Regions from separate parts of the Sus scrofa genome. Here region 1 is linked to region 2. Evidence: chromatin contacts called from public Hi-C data. All regions are on one chromosome and are shown on one strand. The core of a region is the stretch at or near the end of the contact, and the rest is flanking DNA. Distances in the headings are between cores, read along the strand shown. Region 1 overlaps IVD (isovaleryl-CoA dehydrogenase). Region 2 holds the start of C1H15orf52.

The links. Hi-C and Micro-C count contacts between places; a contact is called where the count stands out from the background.
Region 1: a contact with region 2 is called in a Hi-C map of fetal skeletal muscle, with 2.8 times the contacts expected there. The contact joins the enhancer-like site here to the promoter of C1H15orf52 in region 2. A contact is called at or near these places in 4 of 5 promoter capture datasets (fetal liver, fetal skeletal muscle, liver and 1 more), 22 of 47 Hi-C or Micro-C datasets (alveolar macrophages, blood, embryonic fibroblasts and 11 more) and 2 of 2 datasets of contacts at active chromatin or transcription factors (alveolar macrophages and skeletal muscle).

What each region holds. Positions count from the first base shown.
Region 1 is chr1:130,894,311-130,897,595 of Sscrofa11.1, reverse strand. It overlaps IVD (isovaleryl-CoA dehydrogenase), which reads left to right. Exons shown (of 12, transcript NM_001167635.1): 11 at 49-121; 12 at 975-1,108. The coding sequence ends at 1,108. Among named protein-coding and RNA genes, the nearest start is that of IVD, 15 kb to the left of the region's middle. Within about 2 kb of position 1,850, at least 2 of the 83 cell types and tissues checked have an H3K27ac peak or open chromatin away from gene starts, as enhancers often do. A contact at or near this core is called in fetal skeletal muscle, where this site is marked.
Region 2 is chr1:130,973,336-130,976,298 of Sscrofa11.1, reverse strand. It overlaps C1H15orf52, which reads right to left and starts at 1,664. Exons shown (of 12, transcript XM_003353393.4): 1 at 1,595-1,664; 2 at 1,507-1,592; 3 at 602-715; 4 at 210-317. The coding sequence starts at 1,649.

The DNA of each region.
Region 1 (3,285 bases), core at 601-3,100, 79 kb after region 2:
CCTCCACATCGCCCGGGCAGCCCACCTGACCTGGCACCTCCTCTGCAGGACTGTGCTGGCGTGGTTCTTTACAGTGCCGAGTGTGCCACAAAGGTAGCCCTGGACGGCATCCAGTGTTTGGGTGAGTGGCCTCCACCTCTCACTCTGCTTCACCTGGGCTGCACCTTGAGGCTCCTTATGCCCCAGGTACTGGGTGGACATGGAAACGTAAATGGGAAAACTACCAGAGGCCACAACTTGCTACTACCTTCAGCAGTGCCCCAACCCGACCCCACCCTCCTCACCTAGTCCTGTGGATGCCAGGAAATGGGGAAGTCAGCTGCCTCCCAGGTGGAACAGCCTGTTCTCAATGGCACACAGGGGTTAAGAGCACAGGCTTGAGCAGTTCTCACCGTGGTGCAGTGGGTTAATGATGTCTTATCTCTGTGATAGCACCAGTTTGATCCCTAGCCTGGCACAGTTAGTTAAGGATCCAGAATTGCCACAGCTGTGGCATAGGTTGCAGATGTGTCTTGGATTCGATCCCTGGCCTGGGAATTTCCATATGTCATAGGTATGTCTGAAAAAGAAAAACAAAAAAACCCCAAAAAACTGCAAGCTTGAGCCAGATGGGCTAGGTTTGAATCCCAGCTCTACCACTGTTGGACTTTGTGACTTGTACAAATTACTCCCCCTCTGGGCCTGGCACCCAGTAAGTGCTGTGCAGTAGGTTCTTGTCCCCCATCTCCCTATCTGCCAGGGGTTCTCCCCCACCTTTGCCTGGCCTCCTCAGCGCTTTGAGTGGCCTTCCAGCCTCCTGTCCACCCTCCCCACCACTTGATATTCCCCACACCCTCCCTCTCACCCTCTTTTTCTGCTTTTCTTCAATCAGTCTTTCCTCCTAACCCATGTCTATGAACTGGGTCTCCTTGCTGTGCTCACTGCCCATTATTTTTCCCGTTGTCCTCTCTTCTCTGTCCAAACCACGGCTGCAGGTGGCAATGGCTACATCAACGACTTTCCCATGGGCCGATTTCTGCGAGATGCCAAGCTGTATGAGATTGGGGCTGGCACCAGTGAGGTGAGGCGGCTGATCATCGGGAGAGCCTTCAACACAGACTTCCACTAACCCCAAGATCCTTTGCTTCCTTCCCCGGCACCTCAAGGCCTTTCTCTGGAAGGAGAGATGGGGCAGCTCCTGCCAACCCAGGAAAAACATGCAGTGGCTTCAAATGGACTTCTCAGGAAGCACGCTGGCTTTTCTGGGGCTCCTTGGATGGCTATGTGCCCTTGCCCTCTCTGAGCCTGATGCCCTCACCTCCCAGGGCAGGTACCTTTATCTCGGGTGTACCTCCGCCAGGGAACCCTGTGCTCAAGCACACCAGAAGCATTGCCACTCTCTATGAATTTGAACTTGATAGGCTCTTTTCTTTCTGGGGAAAGGTACCCCCCCAAACCTAGCCTTTGTTTCTGCCAGTTTCCAGAGGCATCAGCTCCAGCAGCTTGTGAGTGGGCACTGCCTCTGCAGCAGTCCCTCCGTCCCTCAATCCTTTTTTTTTTTTGCTACCCCACAGTGCATGGAGTTCCTGGGCCAGGGATTAGATCTGAGCTGCAGTTGCAACCTATACCACAGCTGCGGCAATGTCGATCCTTAACCCACCGCGCCAGGCCAGGGATCGAACCTGCATCCTGGTACTGCAAAGACGCTGCTGATTGCATTTTGCCACAGCAGGAACTCCCATCCCTTAGTCTTTAGGGCTGAAATCCTACCATACTGGGGTGGCACTCTGGGAATAGGCATCTCAACATCTGTGCCATCCAGAGCCTACAGTAGGGCAGAGGTCAGCATGCTCGTGAAGGGCGGGCTCAATGCTGCCCAGCACTGTGCTGACATTGCCACCATCCAGCCCTGGCCACATGACAGCCCACAGCTGACTGGGCAGCAGGCCTGGGTTGGCTGGCTCAGCTCCAGCCAAGGCTGTCCACATACCTTTCTCTGGACACCCTATGGCTAATTTTGTTACAACTGCACAGAGGCTGCTGCAGTTTTGTATTAAACATTATGAAGCAAACCCATCTGCTTCTTAACTGGTGGTTTTGGGGGAGAAGGACTCTATTTGCTACTGCCCTCTGTCTGGCTCCAGCTCTCTGTCCTTGGAGAGTGGCTGGTCCAGGTTCTGCTCCTGCCCTTCAGCCTACTCATTGCTTATTGGTGGGGCGGGCGGCGTGGCGGGGGGGGGGGGGAACGAAACAGCTCTTAGGATAAAGAAGTTCTCAACCTCCCTTTCCCAGACCTCCTAGTGATGTTCAAAAAAAAAGAGAGCGAGCCACAGTGGTAAGAGTGTTGGAGCTTGAGAGAAGCTCGTAAATTTCCTGAAACCATCACAAAGTGTTTTTAAAAATCAAGACAGTAGTTCCCGTCGAAGCTCAGCGGAAACAAATCTGACTAGTATCCATGAGGATGCAGGTTTGATCCCTGGTGTTGCTGTGGCTATTGTGTAGGCCAGTAGCTACAGTTCCAATTAGACCCCTAGCCTGCAAACCTCAATATGCCCTAAAAAGACAAAATAAAATAGGAGTTCCCATTGTGGCTCAGCAGAAATGAATCCAACTAGGAGCCATGAGGTTGCGGGTTCAGTCCCTGGCCTTGCTTGGTGGGTTAAAGATCCGGCATTGCTGTGAGCTGTGGATGTGGCTCAGATCTGGCAATGCTGTGACTCTGGCATAGGCTGGCAGCAACAACTGCGATTAGACCCCTAGCCTGAGAATCTCCATATGCCGTGGGTACGACCCTCAAAAGACAAAATAAAAATCAAGACAATTCGATTTTCCCAAGGTCAGAACTGGAGATAGAATCCAGACCAGCAGAAATAGGGGTTCTGAGAATGCCAGCCTGGGGCCCCCTTGCATGTCCACCTGGATGGAGCACAGTGGAAAAGGTTTGGGTTGTCCCACCCCATCGAAGGTCCCTAAGAGAGAACTGGTTTTCTTGGCCTGCAGCCCAGTGGTGCCTCTTCTAACTACTAGTCCTGGCCTGTAGCCAAGAGCTGTCCCCAGCCTGATGCTTCTGACAGGTGGTTTTAGCTCTTTACCAGCCCCAGCCCAGTCCTGTCCTGAGAGGCTTGTGTATCCAGGGCTTCTTGCCTACCCTGCTCCTTGTTGTGCTGGAGAGGAATGTGGCTAAAATGATCTTGGGAGTTCCCATTGTAGCTCAGCAGTAACAAACCCAACTAATGTCCATGAGGATGCAGGTTCAATCCCTGGCCCTGCTCATTGGGTTAAGGATCCAGCATTTCCGTGAGCTGC
Region 2 (2,963 bases), core at 415-2,914:
AGGGCATGAGGAGGCTTCCGTTTGGTCACCTTTCAGCAGTGCCTCTTTGGGGATAGGGGCCAGCAGTGGCCTGGGCTGCATGAGGTTGAGAGCTGGTAGGTTTACCCCAGAACATGAATGGGGAAGCAGAGGAGCAGGGGCAGCTGGGCCTCCCCCTCCTAGCCAGCACCCGACCACCCCCCACCTCCCAGCTCTGGAGTGGGGCTTACTCCAGGAACCTGGCTGATGGTGACAGTGAGGCCGTCAGGACGGAGGAGCTCCGGCGTGGTCACCGCTATGCCCCCCTGCTCCGCCTGCCGACGGTCTTCCTGTATCTCCTGCAGGAGGGCCTGGGGTCAGCACAGGCCATACCCGCCCCAGATGCACAGAGACAGAGACACTGACAGGCCTACACAGAGAAACACCGGTGAGACACCAGGGGCAGAGGCACCCCATCATGGGGTCCCCAAGACCCTCTCAGAGCCTCTGAGATGGAACACACCCACCCTACTCCTGGCCCCAGGCCCAGAGCCTGCAGGGAGAGATCACCATGCAGGGGTCTGTAGGTCAGATCTCGAAGGCCAACTCAGTCAGTCCTCCCGGCCCGTCACAGCCCACTCACCTGGTACCTGCGCAGTAAGGCCTGGTTCTTCTTGCGAAGGGCAACTATCCTCCGGTCCAGCTCTGCATCCTTCTCCTCCTGCCTGCTCATCGGGGACTCAGCCCCATGAGGCCCCTGCTGAGGGCAGGGGGCCCAAGCTCCTGACTCCTGGGCCCAGGCCTTCCTAGGTCCTCAGCTTTCACATACCCACCCAACCATACTCTTACCACCCAAAGAAGAGACCCCAGACCCAGAGCTAGGGTCCCATGGAAGGCCCCAAGCCCCCACCCCGCTAGACCTGCCTGTCCATCTCTCTGCCTCCTCCGGGGTTCAGGTTAGGGCCTCATATCCAGGCCCGCAGCTCCCAGCACTGGCTGCCCCTCCCCCAGGCTCTCCAGGGAGCGCCACTGCTGAGCAGAGCCTGGAATGGGAGTTATAAATGGCTCTGGCAGCGGAACCTGCCGTGACTGGGAAGTTGCCAGGGGATTCAGGAGGTCGGGGGGAGCTGTTTGGCTCCCAGGCCCAGAACCGCAGTGAAGAGAAAGGTCCCTACTCCGTCCTGGGCTCCCAGGCCCTGCACCCCACTCCCCAGGCCTGTGCCCAGCTTGTGGGAAAGAAGCGCTCCCACAGGCCCAACCTCTCTAGGCTGCGAGCTGCTGGCAGTCGGGGCAGGAAGGAGCCGGCTCCATGGGCAGGCCCAGCCCAGGAGGCGCCCTGGGAACAGGGTGCCTCGGCATTGAGATCCCTGGGTCCCTCTCTTCTGGCTGCTGAGATTCCGTTGTGGCCAATGCCCCTGCCCAGCTCCCCCACCCGCCCCGGCACAGCCCTCTTCCTCCCAGGCCCAGCTGTCCCCAGCTGCCCCAGAGTGTGGCCGCCTGATGTCCCAGCCCCAAGAAGCCCCCCGCCAAAGGCAAGGTGCCACTCACAGCCGAGTGCATGGCCACAGAGGGCACCGAGAGAATTCCAGAACAGTCTTGGGGGAGCCAGAGCGGGAGGGAAGCCGGAGCCACAGAGCCGGGCCTCTGCCGGTCTCTCCCTGCCGGCTTTGCAGCTCAGCACACGAGATCATGTTGTGATTACAAAAGACTCCTCTGGGCTCCCAGCCAGGAACTCCGCGGCCACTGCCCCCACCCATCCACTCTCAGAGGGCGAGGACCCAGGGCACCAGCAGCCAGCTGGCCCTGCCCGGCACCTCCCTGCCCCAGCGTCCCCAGACAGACTGGTAGGGGTTTCTTCCTGGCAGGCTAAGCCCCCATAGAGGGCCTGGCTGCCCCAGGCCCTGTGACCCAGTAACACCCCTGCCTGGTCCTGCTTGCAGACAGAGGGGCACCTAGGAGGCCTCTGTCCCTCCCATTAGTAGATAAAGACCTACAGCCCAGCCCACTGCACTCCCTGGTATGAGGGACCACCCCCACCCCCCACCCTCAAAATGAGCCTCACCTCACTCTCCTCATCTGCGCTGATTTAAGTAATTCAAAGGGATCAAGAAGCTCACTTTCCCTAAGCCACCAAGTACTACTGCATACCTAAAATAACACTATTAGTCATGCATTCCTTAGGTGGAACATAGCCTGTATTTTATTTTGATTTTTTTTTCTTTGTAGGGCCTCACCTGCAGCCTATGGAAGTTCCCAAGCCAGGGGTCAAATTGGAGATGCAGGTGCCAGCCTACACCATAGCCACAGCAATAGGGGATCTGAGATACATCTGTGATCTATGCCAGAATTTGCAGCAACGCCGGATCTTTAATCTAATGAGTAAGGCCAGGGATCAAATGCACATCCTCAAGGACACTATGTCAGGTTCTTAACCCATGGAGCCACAACAGGAACTCCTGGCCTGTATGTTAAAGTACAGCTGCTTCCCTTGCTATGGGGAAATTCCTGCAGGGCCTGTGCCACCACAGCTCAGGCTCCTGACTCTGGGCCCTTCCTGGCCATGTTCTCCGGGGATAGTCCTTTCAGCCTCTCGGATCCTGAGAAAGGATGCAGCTTTTCTTGGGAAAATTTCTCCCCACATCTTCCCAGTACACCTGAGGCTGCTGTCTCTGCTCAAGGGAGCAGCTTGTCTGGTGATCCCAACCCTTAGATCCCAACCCTTGGTATCAGGAGCACCTGGTTCAATAGTAATATGTCCTCTGGAGTTCCCACCGTGGTTCAGCGGAAACAAACCCAACTAGTATCCATGAGGATGCAGGTTCGATCCCTGGTCTCACTCAGTGGGTTAAAGATTCGGCATTGCTGTGGCTGTGGTGTAGACCAGCAGCTGTAGCTCTGATTTGACCCCTAGCCTGGGAACTTCCATATGCCCTAAATGGGGCCCTAAAAAAAAGAAAAAAGGGCAGAAAAAAATTAATACAAAATAGTAACATGAAGAGTTCCCA